Linked DNA regions of Rattus norvegicus: region 2 is linked to region 1. The links are chromatin contacts, called in public Hi-C maps. All regions are on one chromosome and are shown on one strand. Each heading gives the region's core, a stretch centred on a gene start, on an enhancer-like site or on the middle of the called end of the contact. The rest is flanking DNA. Distances are from core to core; before and after follow the strand shown. Region 1 overlaps Agbl1 (AGBL carboxypeptidase 1). Region 2 has its middle 920 kb from the start of Agbl1.

Region 1 (5,515 bases), core at 1,450-3,949:
ATATTTACCTGTCTTACAGGATTATTGCAGGCATTAAGTGAGGTAATATATGAAGGATGCTTTGTAACCTGCTACTTCTAGGATCTCTGGGAACCAGCTGATGTGCATCTTGACATAAATAAATAATTGTAGAGTCAATCGTGGATGGGATGAGGAAGCAGGTCTATTGCTCTGGAGCTGGGGAATGTTTATCTCTTTGTCTATCCCTTTAAATCTTCGTGATACTTTATCTTTGTCAACCCACAGCCAGCCATCAATTATGCCAGAATGATACAAGTTCTAAAATCTAAAGGGTTTACAACTCCACAACCCTGGACGTTAACCCCTGAGTACCCAAAATGAATGCAAAGTAAGTGCATGTTGATGCACAGAGGGGGACCAGATTTGCATACATTTGTTTATTCATTCCTTGGCTTATTCAAATAGCTTGTTCTGAGTGCCTGCTGTATAAAATACATTAGAGTTAATGGCTTAAGAAATAAAAATTAATGGAGTACAGTCCCCAGGGCTGAGGCTCACTCAGTCTAAAGTAGGGGTCAGCCCACTGCCCACAGCCTATTTTTATAAAGTTTTAGGGGACCTGGCCATAGCTATTCCTTTATGTGTTGCCTATAGCTGCTTCGACCCTCTCAGGGCAGAGGGAAGTAGCTATAATACAAAGAGTGTGGTCCACAAACTCTCAACTATTTTCTGTTAGCCATTTCACAGAATAGGCTTCTGGGAAAAACAAGCAGGTGTCAATTGAATGCAACGGACAGATCTTGGGAGACAAATTTAAATTGAACCAAGCTCGATTTAAATTTGAACAAGCCCTACGCCTGTTTAACATCAACTCCTTCAACCTCCAATGGCAGTAATAATAAACTAGCATTGACTTTTCCCAAAGTTTATTAAGAGCAATTGCTCTGCTCGCTCTCCCAGCTCCTCACTATGTTACTAGTCATTTTTAGAAGGGACAGACCAGCCCACCTCGATAACCATGTCTCTCTATAGTTGACCCCACAGTGCCATGAGAACAAAAATCATGGCCACTGTGTAAACGCTGTTCTCCACCATATCTTGCCATTATGGTGATTGACTTATGCAATTATATCAGGTACACGCCCTCTTCATCATGACTTGGAAGCTTGGACACTTTTACGGTCTTTTCGAAGGGACGCTTTGACCCAGCCTTGCAGGCAAATGTTAGAATAGAGGGAAAGTCCTGGAGACCTCGGTGGTAAAAGAGAACATGCCTGTGTGTAAGAACTGACCCCGACTTAACAGCGGCACGCCAGCAAGGATGGTTTAGTCAAGCTTTGTGTCAAGCAGGAACATCTCATCAGCACCATGCTCTGTTAAGACCTTGGATGGTCTTAACAGTTTGCCCATCACAGTAAAGGCTTCACCAGCCTGCCTTCCTGACACTGGGTAACGACCCCACTGTCCTCAATGACTTAGGGTCAGTTCAATTGCTTAATTAGGCCCATTAATCCTAAGAGACTCCAAAATGACGGGACTGGGTCTTGATGGATACAAGAATCTGGCTTTGCTTTCTCTGGGTCAAATATCACTACATGATGATGGTGATGATGATGGTGACGATGATGGTGGTGGTGGTAGAGGTGGTGGCGGTGGTAGTTATTATCATTATCGTCGTTATTGTCATTATTATTACTGTTATTGTTGTTATTATTATTATGATTATTATGATTATTATTTTACTGCTTAGAGAATTGTGGCACACTCTTCCAGCCTCCCACAGAAGCATCATGTCTCTCCATTTTTAAGTTATAGTTCCAAACAACAGGTCAAGCTCCCAAACACCCCATGCAGACATTCCTTCAGAAGTTCTCGATGTTGTTTTCTTCCAGACCCTCTGGAACGTCCCTGGAAGCTTCTTGGTGTCTATCCGGAGTCAGAAGCGAGGGAGAAGATGAGCTGTTATTAACTGGGGTCTCCATTGTGCCTGCCGCATGTGTGACATTCACGCTTAGGTTTCGGTGATGAAAATGTAAGATTCTGTTGCAAAGAAGCATCCAGCCCTGCCTCTCACCCTCCACTTACGGAAAGGCAACCTGAACTCAAATGCAGTGTCAAAGGCCAAGTTTAAGATCATGTAGTCAGCCTCAACCCACAGTCCAGGGTTCCTATGTTGAAGGTTAGCAGAAATACGAAAATTTGATTGCTTTGGAAGCAGTCACAACTGAGGTAAAGTTTAGCTTTCCTTGTGCCATATGTGGGGTCTCAGCAAATCTTTATTTTCTGCTAACTACATCTTCTTGTCACGTAAAACAGGTATAGTACTATGATTATTATGTAAATGAGGACAAAGAGTTCAGTGAAACGTGAGCAAAGTGTCCAGCAAGTTATTGATCACCGTAGTCAAGCTGTGTGGGGGTGCTGCTGTGGTAGCTCTGGTATAGAGTCGCTCTCTTTCCAGACTCTCCCCACTCCCAAGCTTACAGGCAGCTTACAGTAGCAGTTAATTAAAGATGTCATCAAGTTGGGAGAAGGGCCTCTTGCAGAGGGTGCAGAACTAGAAGACTCTTGTCCTTCCAAACCAATCTACGACCTGTACAAGTTGTCACAAGGTTCTGGGAGACTAGCGACCCTAATGACCAGCATTGCTGCTGTCAAGCAGAGAGAGCCTGCGAACTGCTACTCAGATGCCCTCCCTTCCCGCCCTTGGTCAATCGTGCTCAGTCATGCTAACACCACTAGGAAAGCAGCAAATTCCCTTGGCTGTTCTAACCCCAGGCTCTACTCACCCTGCCTCCTCCCACCTCCCTTAAATAATGGCCGCGCAAATGCCTCTGAGACCATCTTCAGCTAATTTCCTTCAAGACATGCAAGCTGCTAACGCTGGGAAGCACAGATAGTGTGCGCTAGCAAATATGGCCAAAATTAGATTAAAATAACCTCCTGATAAACAAATTACTCACCGAAAATAAATATTGGACTAGCAATGGCCGAGATAACTAGAAGAATAGCACCACCACATGGCAGGAAGAGAAACTACAGGAGCAACTGTCTGCGACTCAGCCCACACTTCCTGCAGCGTCAGGCTGAGGGGGCAATGGAAGAAAAAGAGACAACCGGTGTGGTTGCAACCTTTTAACTTAAACTTTTTCAAATCACTTATGAACTTATGCAAAATACGTAAGTATTTGGCAGACAAGACTGGACTCGAAGCCAAGAAAGTAAAGAGGAATATGCCAATTGAATGTGGCATGACGTAATAGGAGCCTGTAATCCTTCCAGTTCCTGCTCACTCCGGGATCTCATGCCCTCATTGATCAGCCTTGCCTGATGCTCACCCTCGAAGCCGCAGACAGGGCCCCTCACACACATGCTAGTGTTCCTGCGTCTCTCACCGGGTTCCATTCAAATGTTATATGGAGTGGACCCGTGTAATGTTTCTGACTTAAGTAACACATGGTCTTCCAAAATAATCCTCCTGATACTTAGACAATATTTACCTAGCTTCCTTTCAACATTTGGTTGTTCCTTCTTTGGGTTAAGTAAACCTAGCCTCTTTAATCTCTTCCTGGTGAAGCATAGGGCTTAGCTCACTGGGAGGAAGAGACTGCCGGGTAAACCCTGAAGCCTGCTAGCTGAATAAATTATTTAAGCCTTCCAGACTCCAGTTACCCCACTTATGAGATGGGGATTGCAAAATCTCCTTTTCAGGCTAAACATACACAGTGTCTGACATACTAAGACCTCAATAAATGATGGATATACGTGTTGTCATTTTAAACCAGCACGCTGATAGATGTAGCTTGCCATGCTGCCTTCAAATGAAGCCAATTGCAGCAGTGTGACAAATACAAAAAAAAAATCAATATTATTTGAAGGAGATTTTTGGCTCATGAGTGAAACATATATTGTATGCTTCCCCAGAAGTCATAGTAGAAAAAAGAGATATCAGGTTTGTGAACATACCACAATAACTAAGGCATGGTGGGAAAAGGCTCTCGGAAACTAGACCGCTTCCTTATCCGACATTAAATAATTAGGAGAGCCTCTACTGTGGCCTGAGATGAGGTATGAGGATGCAGTAAGAAGCCCGTGTGTGTGCTCACAGAAAAAAATAGTCGCACATGTTTGTGTGCACATGGCCAGCAATGACACCATGACTGGTTCCATTCTGTGTAAAGCAGTGATTCTCAACCTGTGGGCTGTGGCCCTCTTTGGGGCCAGCGAATCACATGCCAGATATCCTGCTTATCAGGTATTTACCTTATTCATAATAGTAAAAATTATGGTTATGAAGTAGCAGCAATATAGTTTTAGGAAGGTTGAGAACCACTTTATGCTATAAAGGATTAGCAAGGGACCTTATGCTGGACAGCGGTGACAGGGGTGGTGCTCAGATGTGCCCTAACAGAGGTGCAGGCACTGAGACGTAAGAACTGCACGAGCTGGCTGTCAGAGCTCTGCACAGTTCAGCTCTTCTACCCACTCCTCCGTTTTCTCCTCTGGAATGAGAGGGACAAGTAAGGTCAGTAATGTCCAGGGCTTTCTGAGGCCATGTGTTCCTGACAATATCCCTTAATTACCTTTCAGGGGATCCATGAGAACTAAATTGACAAGGATACGCTCTCTACTCAGCAAACAGCATGATGGCCCATGCCTCCTATTCCAACAATCAAGAGGCTCGGGTCTGAGGATCAGGTGTTCAAGTCAGTCCAGATACAGTAAGTGGTAGGCCAGCCTCCTCTACAGAAGTAAGACTAAGTTTAAAAATAAAGAAAACAGAAACGACTTAGCCATTTCATGGTGTGCCACATTCCACGCCATCATGTTGTACATGATAAATGTAAACATTAGGTCAGTGGTTGGTAAAGCAGTTGTGCAGGTGTGAAGATGTCAGGCTGATTCACACCCCAGAAGTCACACAAAAATCTCAGGTATGACCATGAACATGCTTGTAATCCCAACATGGGGAAGCACAAGGCGAACAGATCCCTGGGGCTCGCTGGGGAGATATCTAACTTACACGGCAAGCTCCAGGTTACGTAAGTGACTCTTTCAAAAGCCAAGATAGACAGCAGCTGAGGAACAACTTCTGAAACTGATCTCTAGCCTCCATACAAGTTGAACTCACACATGTGCACCTATATGTACATACACACACACACACACACACACACACACACACACACACACACACACACTGAGAGAGAGAGAATGAAGAAATACAAGGAAAAACCAAGGTCTTTCAGCCATGACAGTCTGACCTTCTTTAGTTTCATTAGGAAACTGAGGCAGGAAGCATAACATCTGGGAAACCTAGAGTATCAGACTTGTCAAGACAGGCCAATTCTCCTGGAGGGGAGGTCACAAGCTCTGTGGAGACATGTCCTTGAGTCTGAAGAAGCCTGTACTAATCTGCTGGTTCTTGTATATGGCCATCAGAGCAAAGGGGCCACAATACCAACCATCTTCAAACACACAACATCCATTCTGAGGATGCTCCTAGCATTTTCAGCGAATCTTGAAATTGGCCCATCTTCAGCATCTCAAAGCA
Region 2 (5,515 bases), core at 1,361-3,860, 780 kb before region 1:
TAGAATCTGATCCACAGCCTGGCACCGTAAGGCACATGCCACTCATCCCAACCCAAACTGTTTTCCTTAGAACTGTTTTCTTCTATGATATTTACTTAACCTCTTTTTGAAATTAATGTTCATCTTTTGGAATGTTGCTTGGAACATTTGTTTGAGGAAAAACCATACAGTGTGTTTCTCACATTTCCCACTCACAGCACCTGCTCCCACCATCAACTCCTAAGAGAATTTCATCAAAATGTCAATGGGCCTTTTCCTTTAGAAATACGGAACATAGGGCCAAGAAAAATCAAGATTGATGGACACATGGGGAAATGATAGATCTTGACAAAGTTTACAAATAAGATGTTGAAAATCTCAGATCAATTTCTAACTTAATTTGAAGAAGAAGAAAGCATAAAAGCAAATTTGCCTCTGGGATGGGATGGGAAATAACATGGAGAAACAGACCTCTTTGCCCCTAAACACCATTCTTTACAGTACTATTGGTCTATGGGGAAAATGGAGACGGTAAGTATGTTTATTATATATCCCAAGTTGGTCTCTCTAGCAGTCATTCAACATGCACTGGTGGGCAGTGTCACTGCTAGTGTCTCATCTGTAAAATGGGCTAGCAAGAGTGACTTACTCCTACATCTCTCAGAGTTGATAAGACAGCCCACAAATGGATTGATGGTAAGAACTTCTGCCAATGTTTTATTATTATCATCATATTTCTAAAGTGTTATAAAATTGAGCTCTAATGTTTTAGAAACAAAGTTTTCAAACTTCTTCTTCTTGCTTGGATTTCCTTGGAGGTTTTGCCCGCTTTCATCCAAAATAAACAATCTCATATTTCATCTCCTCCAAATATCATTAGATCTGAGCTGTTTGGAGCTAGAGGAATCTGACTGAAGAGTTCAAAGGCAGGACATGAGATGACATGGGACTACCCCAAGTAAGACACAATCTAGAACTAAATATTAGACATTGCATATTCATGGGTTAGTATGTCTTGGAGCTCTTGATTTCCCAACCACACTGCAAAGGTTTGTTTCTTTCCTTTTCTGCTAGTGTACACCTCCAAATTTTTAATGTTAATTATTGTCAGATCTTAGAAGATTTCTGTGGTCTAGTCATGTTCACATTTGCATATAGCTAAATGTATACAACGTTGTGGGGAAGGGGAGTCTCCACTAGGTCTGAATCTACAGCTTTGCAATATGAGAACTGGAAGAACTTATTAGGGCTTGTAGAGAAAATTGGTCTAATTTCCCCATAGTTGTTAAGTGTCTGCTGTCTCTCTGCATGCCACATAAAAGTGTAGACTGGCTCGACCATGAAACGGGGCCCAACAGCTAGAGCTCCCTTTCCCTAAACCTCTTGCACAAGTTCTGCCCCAAACAATCAGATCTGAAAGTCCTTTTTGATTGAAATGCTGTGTGTGCTGCAGAAACGTGAAGAGGAAGCTGGGCCCCAAATGCTGAGAGATAAGGTTGAGCAGGGCAGCTGGCTTGGTCCCAGGATGTGGCCAGGGACAGGGGAAGGACTGTCTAAGAGCTCTCTCTTTGAACAACCAACAAAGAGACAGCAAGAAGGAAGGGGCCGGCCGACTGTGCCACAGAAAGGAAATGGATGAGAGGGGGGGCACGCCTCTGCTCAGCCCTCTTCCTCCTTCCACCAGGGTGGCAACAAACATATTAACTAACAACGCTTTGAATTCTAAGAGTCCAGCCACCTAACCGGCCAATCAATGAAGACAAAAATGAATTTGACTCTTCTCTACCCTGTTCACAAGTTTGCTGACTCAAGTCCGTGGTCTATTCTTTCGGCCTTCCTGTTTATGTTGTCACTTGGTTTCATTATTTATTTTTAGCCCTGCTTTCAGAAGCTCTTATTCTGTTTGGTATTGGCAGGGTGTCAAGGGCATCACTCTCAGCTCTGAAAGGATCATTGTCCAGCTCTGGTCTCCATCCTCTCCACACAAGAGAGCCAGTGTGAGCCGCCTCACGTTGCCTCTTCACTGGCCCAGCCAGCCTGCAGCCTCAGAGTGGCATTCTCTGCAGGGCATCCAATGCCATGCTAGGAATGGTAGAAATGTTAGTGACATTTGCTTTCGTCGGAACCAGATCCTCTGTTTTCATTGGGGGAAACTGAGACCTGGAAAAATGAACGTTCAACCACAAAGTATCATGTCAACATCATGCTAACCTTGGCTTCTAGACACTCTGTGAGATGCTCTTTGTAAACCCCAGGGGAAAAAAAGCAATGTAATGATGTCTTGGTTTCCAAAACTCTCCATAGAACAACACCTTTCCTTACTCATTTTCACCAAGATGCTTTCCCCATTTTGAGTCTTGCTATTCTTTATATTTATTTTTTTTCTGGATTCCCAATTTACTTGTGTTCAAAAAAATAATAAATCAAACAAAATAAGAATGTCCATGGTAGTGGGAATGTGGTTGTTTGTGCCCACATTTTTTCTCTTTGTCATTGCCTCTTTTCCCTTAAGAAACAGAACTTTCTCTTTTTTTCTTTCTAATTTTTATTTCCAATGAGCTAGTGTGGCTTGCCTGCTAGGACTGTCTGTAGTGGCAATGAAAGGACATGCTTCAGTTCCCAGGACGATGGTCTCTTTGCCTGGGAATATACCGACCAGTATTACAAGTATGTGAGAATAAACAAGGCTCGAGTCAATCTCAACTTGTTTTACACTCTGTTTTATTAAAGTCAATGCGTTTCCGTTCCTATGTGCTGAGCCTCAGCTGGCTTAATTATACATACCCAGGCGAATTCTAATGGGGACAGAAGACAGCCAGTGATTGGAAAGCAAGGCCCTTTTCTGACCTCTACAGGCCATGGAGAGGAAAAGAGACAAGGCTGCTTCTGCAAATTACAGAGGGCGCTTTTTTTTCCCCCTTGGATGCTTCTTTACTGCTCCAAGTACCAGACTCATGTGTGTCCTACTTTCCTACAGCTTGACTATCCATGTTTACTATGTTACTGAAGCAATCAGGAAGAGGTCATTTTTTAGGAGACTTTTACAATGGAAATTAGGACCTCCATCATTAAATACATAATTAAAGTAAGCCAAATACATATATGCCACTTGTGCTATATATGGAGTTGGCATTTCCCTGATGACTAAGGATGTTGAACATTTCTTTAAATGCTTCTCAGCCATTTGAGATTCCTCAGAATAAAATTCTCTATTTAATTCTGTACCCCATTTTAATAGGGTTATTTGATTCTTTGGAGTCTAACTTCTTGAGTTCTTTGTATATATTAGATATTAGCCCTCTATTGGATGTAGGGTTGGTAAAGATCTTTTCCCAATCTGTTGGTTGCCATTTTGTCCTAATGACAGTGTCTTTCACCTTACAGAAGCTTTTCAATATTATGAGGCCCCGTTTATAAACTCTTGATCTGAGAGCTTAAGCCATTAGTGTTCTGTTCAGGAAATTTCCCCCTGTGCTAATGTGTTTGAGGTTCTTTCCCACTTTTTCTTCTATTAGATTCATCTGGTCTTATATGGAGGTCCTTGATCCACTTGGACTTGAGCTTTGTACAAGATAAGAATGGATCAATTTGCATTCTACATGCTGACCTCCAGTTAAACTAGCTCCATTTGTTAAAAATGCTCTTTTTCCCACTGGATGGTTTTAGCTCCTTTGTGAAAGATCAAGTGACCATAGATGTGTAGGTTCATTTCTGGGCCTTCAATTCTATTTCATTGTTCTACCTGTCTGTCTCTCTGAGATTTCACCTCACACCAGTGAGAATGGCTAAGATCAAAAACGCAGGTGACAGTAAATGCTGGTGAGGATGTAGAGAAAGGGGAACACCCCTCCATTGCTGATGGGATTGCAAGCTGGTACAACCACTCTGGAAATCTGGCTGGCTGGCGGTTCCTCAGAAAATTGGAAATATTTCTAACTGAGGACCCAGCTACACCACTCCTGGACATATACCCAAAAGATGCCTAACATATATCCAACATTTAACAAGGACACGTACTCCACTATGTTCATAGCAGCCTTATTTATAATAGCCAGAAGCTGGAAACAAGCTAGATGTTCCTCAAATGAGGAATGGATACAAAAAATGTGGTACATTTACACAATAGATTATACTCAGCTATTAAAAAATGATTTCATGAAATTCGAAGGCAAATGGATGGAGCTTGAAAATATCATCCTAAATGAGGCAACCCAGTCACAAAAGAACACATATGATATGTACTCACTGAAGAATGGATATTAGCCAAAAGGGAGCTTGGGATGCCCACAATACCACTTACAGACCATATGAATCCCAAGAAGAAAGAAGATCACAGCAACTGTGGAAGCTACAGTACTATTCAGAGGGCGAGGAAGAGAGAAATCTCAGGGAAATAGAGGGAGAGAGGGATCTGGGAGGGACAGAAGAGAGAGAAGGAAAAATAGTACCAGTTCAGATGTGGGAGGAGATGGGGGAGAAGTACAGAGGGTCAGACATTTGAAAGTAGGTGTGTAGCAGTGGCAGAGGGGGGACTGGTGGTAGTCACTAGGAATCCAGGGATCCAAAGAGGTTCCCAGGACCCAACAGGGAGGACTTCAACTGAAATACCCAACAAAAGGGAGATAAAACCTATAAAAAACATATCCAGTGGATAGGCACAGCCCCAGTTGAGTCTGGGGCCATGCACCCACCTCAAAAATATTAATCCAGAATTTTCCCTGTCAAAAGGAAATTCAGGGACAAAGAGTGGAGCAGAGACTGAAGGAAAGGCCATGCAGAGACTGCTCCACCTGGGGATCCATCCCATTTTCTGACACCAAATGCAGACACTATTGCTGATACCAAGAAGTGCTTATTGACAGGAGCCTGGTATAGCTGGCCCCTGAGAGGCTCTGTCAGAGATGAACCAATACAGATGCAGATGTACACAGCCAAACAGTGGACTGAATGCAGGGACCCCAGTGTTAGGCCAATGACTATAGATGCTGAAGGGGTTTGCAACATCATAGGAAGAACAACAATATCAACCAACCAGACTCCAAAAACTTCCAGGGACTAAACCACCAAACAAAGAGTATACAGGGGGTACCCATGGTGCCAGCTATATATGTAGCAGAGGATTGCCTTATCTGGTATTACTGTGAGGGGAGCCCCTTGGTCTTGTGGAGGCTTGATGACTCAGGATAAGGGAATACTAGGCTGCTGAGGAAGGAGTTGTGGGTGAGTGGGAGAGCACTCTCCTCAAGGCAGGGGGGAGGGAGGAGGTGATAGGGGCCTTGTGGAGGGGAAACTGGGAAGGGGAATAACATCTGAAATGTAAATAAATAAAATAACCACAAAAATGCGGTTGGCTAACAAATCATTTTTGTTTACCAGAAATTACAGTCTTCTGGGAGGAAGAAAGAACTCACAACAGCAGCATACAACTTTCTTCAGAACATTATGGGAATTGAGAAGCCATAGGGGACTTCCTGGAGGAAAGTACATTTAAGCACATGGTACTTGAGATTTATGCTCGGAGAGAAATACCAGAAAC

What was found. Hi-C and Micro-C count contacts between places; a contact is called where the count stands out from the background.
Region 2: a contact with region 1 is called in a Hi-C map of Schwann cells, with 7 times the contacts expected there. The contact joins two enhancer-like sites. A contact is called at or near these places in 1 of 12 Hi-C or Micro-C datasets (Schwann cells) and 1 of 1 datasets of contacts at active chromatin or transcription factors (oligodendrocytes).

The regions. Positions count from the first base shown.
Region 1 is chr1:139,584,330-139,589,844 of GRCr8, reverse strand. All of the region lies in intron 6 of Agbl1 (AGBL carboxypeptidase 1), which reads right to left. Among named protein-coding and RNA genes, the nearest start is that of Agbl1, 130 kb to the right of the region's middle. Within about 2 kb of position 2,699, at least 11 of the 93 cell types and tissues checked have an H3K27ac peak or open chromatin away from gene starts, as enhancers often do. A contact at or near this core is called in Schwann cells, where this site is marked.
Region 2 is chr1:140,367,581-140,373,095 of GRCr8, reverse strand. No RefSeq gene overlaps it. Among named protein-coding and RNA genes, the nearest start is that of Agbl1, 920 kb to the right of the region's middle. Within about 2 kb of position 2,610, at least 54 of the 93 cell types and tissues checked have an H3K27ac peak or open chromatin away from gene starts, as enhancers often do. A contact at or near this core is called in Schwann cells, where this site is marked.